Regions from separate parts of the Sus scrofa genome. Here region 2 is linked to region 1. Evidence: chromatin contacts called from public Hi-C data. All regions are on one chromosome and are shown on one strand. Each heading gives the region's core, a stretch centred on a gene start, on an enhancer-like site or on the middle of the called end of the contact. The rest is flanking DNA. Distances are from core to core; before and after follow the strand shown. Region 1 overlaps FBXW7 (F-box/WD repeat-containing protein 7). Region 2 has its middle 330 kb from the start of GATB.

Evidence for each region. A called contact is a pair of places that touch in the nucleus more often than the background predicts.
Region 2: a contact with region 1 is called in a Hi-C map of epiblast stem cells, with 1.8 times the contacts expected there. The contact joins two enhancer-like sites. A contact is called at or near these places in 3 of 47 Hi-C or Micro-C datasets (embryonic fibroblasts, epiblast stem cells and fetal heart ventricle).

The regions. Positions count from the first base shown.
Region 1 is chr8:76,633,790-76,639,453 of Sscrofa11.1, reverse strand. The region is part of intron 2 of FBXW7 (F-box/WD repeat-containing protein 7); the gene reads right to left. Among named protein-coding and RNA genes, the nearest start is that of FBXW7, 150 kb to the right of the region's middle. Within about 2 kb of position 2,698, at least 6 of the 83 cell types and tissues checked have an H3K27ac peak or open chromatin away from gene starts, as enhancers often do.
Region 2 is chr8:76,889,664-76,894,945 of Sscrofa11.1, reverse strand. No RefSeq gene overlaps it. Among named protein-coding and RNA genes, the nearest start is that of GATB, 330 kb to the left of the region's middle. Within about 2 kb of position 3,480, at least 7 of the 83 cell types and tissues checked have an H3K27ac peak or open chromatin away from gene starts, as enhancers often do.

The DNA.
Region 1 (5,664 bases), core at 1,449-3,948:
TCAGGGAAAGCCTTTAAGTTTTCTATCAATTTTTCTTACAGAATCTGCTCCTAAGCCTTTTAGGTTTCATGTACTTGTAAAGAAGATAAAGATAGAAAAAAATACATTGTACATATGAAATAATCTACCATACACTGTATTTAAGTTTATTAGAAATATTCAACAGAAAAAAATTATCTTGATTGTTTATACCTTAACCCTTTAATTTAAAAAACCCACACTTCTTTTCCTGAATTTGAAAATTAACTTATACTGGTGTTTTCTTTAGCAAAAATAATGAAATAATAAATTAGTTTATTAATGACTTTAAAACTTTTAGAGGCCTCTGTGTAAAGGCTTAAATCAGAGTGGTGACCTCATTCAGAAGTTAAAATGAAAGTGACCAAGTGAAAGACAAAATAAAAGAAACACTTTGAAAACATAGGAAAGAAGAAAATATGATGGTGATGGAGATATTTATATTCTATTTTCAATGTAGACATCATATTTAAAACTCACTCAAAAAGTTTCTCAACATGGCCACCACCTGTTTGGAATAGTAGAAACAATTCAAAAAGAACGAAGGTACTTAGAAAATATTTTTTTACAAAAGCTATTTAAGTCCCAGCAAATAGAAGATTCTCGTCACTAAAGAGGAAAAATATTTTTTCAGGTGTTATGAGTTAATCTACTCATTTAATAAAATGTTTCCCTTTTAGTAGAGAGAGAAAAAGGGGGGGAGGTAAAAAAGGGAACTAAAATACTAATAGCACTGATATATGTGAGCACTCATTTACTCTCTGACAAGGTTTTTTTTTTTTTTTGGCTTAATGTGTTCAGGATCCTAAACATACTTTAGATCTAAAAATATATCACTCTAGTTAAAAATTCAAAATAGCAATACCAAGTAACTTAGAAAATACAACAGAACTGTTCATATTAAGAGGGTCAAAACTTAGTGGGGAGGAGGAGAATGTCATCCTCAAATACATTCAATCAATCATAACCTGATTATAGATTAGCACAAGTTCTACAAAATGTTTGTTGGTTTAGGATTGTCTATATGTAAAACTGTATCATAACTGCCACATAATAGCACACTGTTTTTCATTTTGTATAACAACAAAAAGTAATGTCTCTGTTAAGTTTGAATTTAAGAAATAGTGATTTAAAAATAATACAGCTTAAAGTGCCAGCTAAACTCGTCCAAAGGGCTAAACGCTGTAATTTCCCATGTATAAGGACAGCACCACCAGCTTTTTGCTTTTCCCACAAAATTAAAGCCGCAAATTTGGGGGTTTAGTATTTGTCAACATACCTCAAAACATAGTTTTTACATTTACCAATTTTAAGGAAGTTTAAAGCGTTGTAATGTCACAGAAAGGTGAAGTGGATAACCTTGGCCTCCCGGGCTGCTCTATCCTATTATCAAGTCTACCGCTTACATACGATGTCACTGGCTACTTAATGCCCTGATAGTTTTACTTATAAACATCCATTGAAATCTGTAGCATTTCTTCACCAAAGAAGGCAAAAGTCATTTATTTAAATAAATATTCCTACTTTTCAAATGTGGGAGACTTACCCGTCTTCGACAAAAGGGGAGGCCTTGGGCAATGATGCTAATGCTAAATATCTTCATCACAGTTTGATGCGGAAGAGGCTCTTTCACATTTTTCAGATCAACAGGAACCAAGCCATGGTTTAGAGTAGCTTTTCCAGGTTTTGACATTTTAAAACTCCTCTGGGCCGATGAACACTCTTTACATGTAATACAGGCACATTACTAAAAACCCTAGCCAGCAAATTAAAATATAACTTTCTAATTAAAAAAAAATAAAAGGCTGAGAACCCAAGGCCTGCTGCTTTTGTCTTTCAACCTTCTCCTACCAAATGTCCTGACCTGTCTGAGGCTTGCTGAAGTGCAAACTATCCTAGAATAGCCAGGAATTATAAACTACTGAAGTGAAAGCTCCTGCTCCTGCCAGTCAAACAGCTGGTGAACCTCCCATACAGAGTCAGTAATGTGAACACAACCAAAGCAGGGCTGTGCTGTAGGGTCCCTTGGAAAACTTCTCCAGGGCCTAACCTAGGTAATTCCCTAGAAAGTGAAAGCATTTACAAAAATCCAAAAGCTAGCCTTGTATTTTTCTCTAACATATCTTATTAAAAAGGCTTCCTCACCCAATATCAGCATTAATATTTTAAGAATGTTTTGAATTGTGCTTCAAATTTATGGACAATGGTTATTCATGCTCAGAAAATAGAGACATGTATTTGCTCTTAGAGACATTCAGAATGAGCACTATATCTTCAAGAATTTGTCTTAAACATGCTCTCTTTTCCTCTTCCATAAGTATCATTCTTTTTTTTTTTTTCGTATAAGTACCATTCTTTATCTCACAGTCCCACTAAATCGACTCTAACTCTCTATAGCTATTAATACACACTTCAGATTAATCTTATCAGGAGACATTTTAGTTGTTTGCAAATTTCAGTTCAATCTCTATAATTCTGAAACACTTAGTGATTCCACTTGAAAGTATAACAGTCATGTGGCTGATTAAATATATTTAAAAACCCAAGTATTTATGAATGTAACCTGTGATGGGAAGGAATTGTAGTAAAATGAGTAATAACTAACCAGCTCATCACAGATCCTTAGGGCCTACTTTCTCTAATATACCACAGTTATTTATGTCTTGCTATGACACACAGTGGGAATGTGTCTACTCAAGGACTTTCAGTGGGTCCCCAGTACTTCAGATAAAGGTTGGAGATGCAGACTCCTCAGAGTGGCCCCAAACATATCTTTACAGCATTATCTCAAACTCCCTAAATTAACTACTTATGCCAGAGTTAATTAATCTTTATGCTACATTTCACATTCAAACCCATGAACTAGGCCATTATGGAGATGATTAAAAAAAAAAAAAAGCCTAGTGTGAGAATTAATAGCCAGTAGTTTTAATAGGTGTGAATTATCCATTCACAATGTTCAGCTACTTTCCTTCCATTCTATTTTCTTCTTCCAGTAGCCAGTCATCTCATTTATCTCTCCTTTCAACTGCTTTTATGGATTTTTATAAGTGGGAATTTAGAATGAGATGGAGAGAAGTAGAAAGGAGACTGTCAGAAATGGGTGATTTCTTTGACTTTGGAAATCTGTCTTATTAAATACAAAGTGGGCTGCTAGAATCCACACACAACAAACACCCCTAGTCCTGCCATGTTGCTACTTTCTTTAAAGTACATCTTTCTCTGACATCACAACTTAAAATGTAATTAAAAATGCAAAATCATTAGCAAAAGTGACATTTTTAGGTCAAGAAAATAAACAACTAAATTCCTCCAAAGAAGATATATAAATGAGCAATAAGCCCACATAAAGATGGTCATTATCACTAGTCATTAGACAATGCAGATCAAGAACAGAACCATTCTGTACACCCATTAATATAGGTTTTCTTTAAACGTCCACAGAAAAACAAGTGTTGGCAAGGATGTGGAGAAACTGGAACCCTTGTGCACTGCTGGTGGGAATGTAAAATGCATGCAGCTACTGTGGAAAATTTGGAGATCCCTCAAAAAGTTACTCCGTGACCCTCAATTCCACTTCTGGGTACACACCCCAAAGAACTAAAAGCAGGGCTCACACAGATATCTGAACAACCGTGTTCACAGCCGCATGTTCACAACAGCCAAGAGGTGGAAACACCTAAGTAGCCACTGATGGATGGATGGGTAAAAAAATGTGGTACAGTCACATACAAGGGAATAATCATCAGCCTAAAAAGGAAGAAAATTGTGATACAACATGGATGAATTTGAAGACACAATACTAAATGAAATAGGTCAGTCAAAAAAGGATAACTATTATATGATTCCATTTAGATGGGGTCCCTAGAGTAGTTAAATTTATAGATAGAAAGCAGAAAGGTGGTTGCCAGGGGTGTGGGGGAGAAAGCAATGAGGAGTTAGTGTTTAAGGGGTACAGAATTTCTGTTGGAAAAGATAAAAGTTAGTTCGGGAGATGGACAGTGGGAATGGTTGCACAACATTGTGAATGTATTTAATGCCACTTAAACATGGTTAAAATGGGAAATGGGTACTGAATCACAATTTTAAAATTGTTTTAATAGAAAAGTAAATGAGTAAGAATATAATCGCTGAAAAAACCCAACAGAGATCTAGGAATAGGAGAGAGGGTACTGGAAATCTGTAAGGTGATAAGGTAGAAAAAGGAGAGACAGGTATCTCAGATAAGCACGTCGAAAGCCCCATGAGAGAGCTTACCGCCTTGCAGAATCAATGTCTCCTGCCTTACTCTAGTCTCGGCATCTCCTCTGATGCTCACTTTATCCCTTAACACAAGTCTAATCCTTTTTTCTAAAACAACATAACCTCCGTCACAGTGTGTCTTTTTCTCCTTATTAGAAAATTCCCTTTGTTGAAGCAGCTCCTGTGGAATGCCCCCTCCAAGTGACTGTCAGTGTCTACTCTGTTAATATTACCTACAGTTTTATATAGACTGACATTCTTTAGTCTCAAAAAAAAAAATCTGTCTCAGTCATATCTTTGAAATCAGTTAGTTAAATAACCCCTCAAAATTAATTTCTCTGAACCACAGAGAAAATATAATTTGAACTTCGTGTATTTCAATACAGAAAAATTAGAAGAATGTACCATATGTCACACGTTTAACGTATTCATTCTGCAGAGAAAAATGAACCAAACAGATCAACTCTAAATTCTCCTTTCACACAATCCACTCATTAACGAAGATAACCCTAGTGAAAATTATAATTTTTTACTTTTATATTTAAAGGCCCTCAAAGAACTTTATAACCACATGCATTTACATGCAGAGAGTTTGAAGAAAAGAAAGAGAGCAACCTCTCTAATCTTGGAGACTGATCCTAAGGGGGGGTGGTTTGGAATTGAAAGGAATTTGGACTGGGAAAATTTAAAATAAACAGTGTTCATTTAAGAGGGCAGAAATTATTATGAAGTAAAACTAGTTTTTCATCTTCAGGAAGTTATTTGCAGTAATAACAAATGAAAATTACAGCAGTTTTGTATATCAGATGTTGTGTTTTACACTGGATAGCAAGGTTTGGCAAACACAAAGTGATGACATTCTAATTCAACTCATTTTTTAAAATTGGTAAATAGCTGCCCTCAACTGGATAGTACAGAGCACTGCAACTAGAGCAAACACTAAATCAAATTACATGTCTACAATATACTTTTGGAAAAAAAGAGATATTATTAGTGATTGAGCAAAGTGAGTACTAATTTTCAAACTTCCAAGTTTCATCTTTTTTTCCCTGAGGATTCAAGTTAATAAGTACTTAACAGTACTTTTTCTTGTTTGTTTTTGTCTTTTTAGGGCTGCTGCTGCATAAGGAGGTTCCCAGGCTAGAGGTCCAGAGGGAGCTATAGCCACCGGCCTACACCACAGCCACAGCAACGCTGGATACTTAACCCACTGAGCGAGGCCAGGGATAGAACTCTCGTCCTCGTGGAAACTAGTTTGGTTGGTAACCACTGAGCCAGACGGGAACTCTGATAGTACTTTAAAAGCAATGTTCTTAATCAGCATGTAAGCAATCAAAATACAAAACCTTCAAAATACAGAAGAAAATCTGAATCAACGAGGGAGAACCCCTATTATTAATACTT
Region 2 (5,282 bases), core at 2,231-4,730, 250 kb before region 1:
TTAATTCTCTGTCTCTCCCACTAAAAGGGCTACTGACATTCCTTGCAGGAGAGTGACTCTTACACAGTGTTTGCCTCTTGGGTCCCGTGGAGCCCACTGTCCAGATCCTGCTTACCTCTCAGCTGTTTCACACTGTGTCAAGGTTCTTGGTGGCACGCAACAGAAACTTTCAATCTGATTAACTTGGGTAAAAGGCCAATTCACTGAGAGGTAGGAAGGGTAGGGGGCCAGGCCAGGCCCAGGAAACCTACAGAAAGCAAAGAAGGTCAGGAACTGGGAACCAGAGCTGAGGTCACGACAGGGAACAAGTGGTTAGGACCCTGCAACTTGGTATCACTACACCAGACACTTGACGCTGCCTCCTCTAGGCTTTCGGTAACTGCCAATAATTTATGAAGGGCATCTGTTTCTTCCTGCCTCTTCTGTGAGGTTCAGAGTCCCTGGAATCCACTGAGCCGGAGTCACAGGCCCACCCTGGCTTCCCCCGCCCCAGCTGTGGCTTTCAGACCAGGAGGCGGTGGGTGGAGACCCTCCAAGGTGACACACATGGGAGAATTCCTCCAGGCGACTGGGAGGCAGACCCACTGTGTAAAGGGCTGTATCAGCGGACGTGACCCCTTCCCACAACAGTGATGAGGACTGGCTAACCTCCTGGTTAACAAGTTACTTACCCAGAGGCCCCAAATCCAGACTCCAGACGTTTGTCCTGCCAGGAGCTGGTCAAAGCCAGGGCGTATGTTTTTAAACCACACACAGACCAATCTGCAGCTTCCTGGAGGCTCTGCCATCATGGACGGGGGAAGTAGCTGGGGAGGCCAGGCTGGGCCAGGCTGGTTGGGCAGGCAGTCAAGTTCCTGCTCTCCCCAACTCAGGACAATCAGGCCTCCTAAGGCACTGTCGCATCACTTATGGGAATTTTTTTTCTCTCTGGTAGCTTCTCCCGAAGAAAGATCAATGGACCTCAAGCCTGTCTTCACAAAAAAAAAAAAAAGACCTTGGAGTTTCCACTGCAGCACAGTGGGTTCAGAATCAGACTGCAGAGGCTCAGGTTGCTGCAGAAGTGCAGGTTCAATCCCCAGCCAGGTGCAGTGGGTTAAAGGATCCAGCCAGGGAACTTCCATATGCTTTGGGTATGGACATTAAAAAAAAAAAAAAAAAAAAAAAAAGGACTTTATTTTTCTTCTGAAGAACATAAGAGGGACTATGGAAACTCATGTGTCCCTTTGTGTATATTTCTGTGCCTGTATCAGCATCAGCATCCAGAAGAACAATGCTTGCTTTATAGTCACCCCAGGCTGGTCCCTCAAATCAGACCCAGGAAAGTCTAGAAGCTGCCAAGTCAGTGCTGGGCTCTGTTTAAGGAGAGCCTGATTTCAAACTAACAAGTGCCTCCTGACATAAAAAATCGTCTCTTAAACACCCACGAGAGAGACCTCCCCTTTGGGCTCCCCAAAGCCTCGGGAGCCCATCTCCTGAATCCCAGTCTGGAGGCCCTTTCTGCAGCCACCAACCCAGGCCTCTGTCCTATTTTTAAAAACTCTCCAGGAAGCACGCTTGCCCACACTGCCTCACCACCCACTCGCCTTCGCCGGCTTCTCATCTGCCTTCCGCCCCAAGTCTCTCTTCTCATGATGGAGTCTCAGGAAGCACCCGGGGCCTCTTCCTCAGCCACAGATCAGCAGTCTTGGCCCTGTCCTGATCTGTGACAGGTTCAGCATCTGTCAGGAAATCTCTTGGTTTGGGGGACAGGAAATCCTCCCTGTCCCTCTCTTCACATGCCCATCTTCCCAGGGATCTGAGCTTTTTTTTGCTTTGGAGGGCCACACCCTCACCATATGGAAGTTCCCAGGCTAGGGGCTGAATTGGAGCTACAGTTGCCGGCTTACGCCACAGCCACAGCAATGCAGGATCAGAGCTGTGTCTACGACCTACACCACAGCCCATGGAAATGCCGGATCCCCAACCCACTAAGTGAGGCCAGGGATTGAACCTGCATCCTCATGGATACTAGTCAGATTTCATTTCCGCTGTGCCACGATGGGAACTCCCAGGGATCTGAGCTTCACTGCCTCCACCCCATGCTCTCTCTTTACTATCCCCTTAGCTCTGAGGCCTCACCTGGCACCTCTACACAGATAATCCTCAAATCCAATCTTTCTTGTCAACATCCACGCTGATACCACCCCAGGAGGTTTATCAACCCAGGCGCCACTCCTAGACACCGGATGTCTCAGGCTCCACTGTCCTTTTCTGCTCTAGATCTGTCCCTCTCAATGCCACCAGCACCCTTCCAGCATCTACCCTCCAAGTTCAGTGTCATGTCTTCTCTTTCCATGGCCTCACCCCCCACATCCAACCAGGTGCAAATCCCCTTTTGGCAATGTCTCTTGCCAGCCCCGTCCAGTGCTTATTTTCCACTCTTTTCCAAGCCATTGCCAAAACCTCCTCACGAATCTATCCCCACCTCTCCTCACCCCTCCCTGTAATCTACCTTGTGGGCTTCCCCAAGGGGACTTTTCTTAAAGTCCAATCAAGAAGGCAGACTCTTGTCCTCCCCTGCTCTATAACCTTCCATGGCTCCCACTGTTGTCAGTAAATATTCCCAGCGTCTAGGCCTGGCATTCCATGCTTTCTAATTCAAGGCTCTCCAGATCCACTTCTCAGCCATCAAATTTAGGACACATTTCTGCAATTCAACTCAAAATCCCACTCCCATCTGAATTCTTGGTGTCTTTTATCTCTGGGCTTCTGCTCAAGCTGAACTGTTCTCATGCAATGCCTTTTCCTTTTATTTGCCTTCATCAAACTCCTACCTTCCCTTCAAGGCTCATCTCAAATGCCACTTCTTCCCTGAAGTCTCCCTGGATTTCACCAGTCTGTACCCCCTGGGTTCACTGTGTTTCTCCCACCACCCTCATCACACCCAGCCTCACGTCATGGCATTTTCAGCCTGTGTCTCCTTGCTCCCACTAGTGCCCTTTAGACAGGGATTTTATCTTCCCAGAAGAGTTATTTGCTCACAGTTGATATTTGTGGAGTTGAGCCATTAGGCTAGATAACCATATACTTCTTTACGTCTCCCTGTTTGAAAACACACGTCCAGAGCAGATTAGCACAGGGTCTGCATCAAAGACAAGAATATGGAAGTATGTCCTGCTCACATCATTTTTTTGAGTGTACATCAAAAAAAGCAGATCAAAACCCAGTTCTTGAGTGACTAGGACCATTGCTGGATAGACTTTAATTAATCTTACAGAAAATATTCAGGGGACTTAAAGGAGCCTGGGAAAGGAGGAGGGGGCCGGCGAGAGGGAGCCAGAGCCACTGCTGTCAAGAAATGCTTTCTTCCTGTAACCGTGTCCCCTGGGGGCTGGGCCAGTGCCTCCGCTTAATCTCCTTCTCTGTGGTCACTCAGGATATGACTATTGGCATCAGATGCAAGCCCGTGTTTCTGTTCCATTAATCTGAGAGAGGCTGAGAGACTGGAAAGGGAGCTGCCAGGGTACTGCTGTGTTGGTTAGTCACCACCTCAAAGAGGAGCAGGAGAGACGGGGAGAAGAAGGATCTGACAGATGGGCGGGGGGAGGCTGACGGAAGCGAACGGAGATGAGAAAACCACGCAGAGAACAAGTTCCTGGAGCCGGTTGCCCGATCCCTTTCAGCTGTTACAGGATGGGGCCTGGAGGAGGAATAAACACACACACACACACACACACACACACACACACACACACACACACACACACACACACACATGCAGGCACCCCCCACCACCCACAAAGCAACCGATGGATGCAGAGCTTCTGCACCTTAGGGTCTGCCAACCAGCCTGACTCCCCTTGGTGGGTGTTATTGCTCTGGGTGTAACATGAACCTGTCTCACACCCGTCTCCCCCTCCTCCCCCCACCCCCGCCCCGCAACCTGGGACCTGCAGGCAGTAATGAAGACGTCAACAGCTGAAACTCAATGTCAGATGGCAGTGGTGACATCTGAATGCCGTAATTTGTGGCTCAGCATATCTTGTTCCAGGTATGGGAGCTGCACAAACGCTCCACCGCCCTGTCTTTGCTGCGCAGCATCGCAGCTTGGCTTGGAGGGCGGCCAGGCGATCTTGGCCTCGTCAACAGCTTTCAGCAGTAGAAAGCTCAGGAATCCTGGCCCCTGCCGTCTGATGGGGAAACAGGGGACCAGAGGAGCCTTCAACACACACCTTATTCCTGCAGTGTGGGCCCTTCAAGGACCCCTTCCCCTTCCGTCCCATCAAGGTATCCTGACATTTCGAAGGGTGGCTGGAAAGAGCCAGTTGTAGCCAAGTCACGGCTTGGGGGGGGCGGGGGGGGGCTCTGGAAAGCTTCTCCTTTAGAGAGACAGCAGCCTCTTAACCTGTGAATGCTCCATCCTTCTTTCCTCCTCCTCCTCCTCATTTGTCACCTTTCTAGAACCTCAGCAGTGTCAAGAGGCACTTTCTCAAAGTACAGACCTTCCAACTACTGGTCACACCTGCCCATCTTGCTGGTTAACCCGGCGGTTCAACAGAACCAACGCCTGAGGAAAGTCTACACGTGCAAAGGCGGAGGGGCTTCCTGGAGCCAGCAGGGTTCTGCTTAAACCCGAGCAAGCGGGGAAGTTGGGAATGGTGGACAGGCTGGCCTTTCCCCCACCTCATCCTCCCGGCTGGGCCGCCACTCCGCAGCCTGAGAACATCTGTTGCCCCCTTCATCCTTCCTGCTGGGCCCGCGGTGTGGGCGGAGAGGATAAAGTGACTGTTAACAAAAGGGGCCTTCACTCCTGGCCAGGGACCCTGAAAACACAGGCTGTTCCACAGTTGATGCTGATGAAAATGCCACTCTGGTGGCTTTGGGACCCTTTCACATGAACTGAGGGTTTGCCTCAAGGAGCAGGCTGGAGCTTCACCTGGGGTTTGGAGACCATGGCATGTGTGGCACCCATGTGGCACCCACACTGGCAAATCACAGGTCACCAGGGCATCAGAGGTCTCCCTGAACTCCCCATGTCCGGGTACCACGGAGGCCAGGATGGGCGGAACTCACCTCCCATCAGACACTGGTCAGAAGGCAGCCTGCAAGCGTTAGTGAGGGGAGCAGGGCTGAGCCCAGAGCTGCAACCCCTGGGAGGTCAGTCCTTTTGCAGAGGGGTTATCAGACCCTGAGCCCTTTGCGGCCCATTTTCCCACCCAGAAAACAGCACACAATCTTTACTGTCTCTAGACATCGGATCACTTGGGGAACTGGTTTGGTTTTTCACTTTCTATTATAAACAG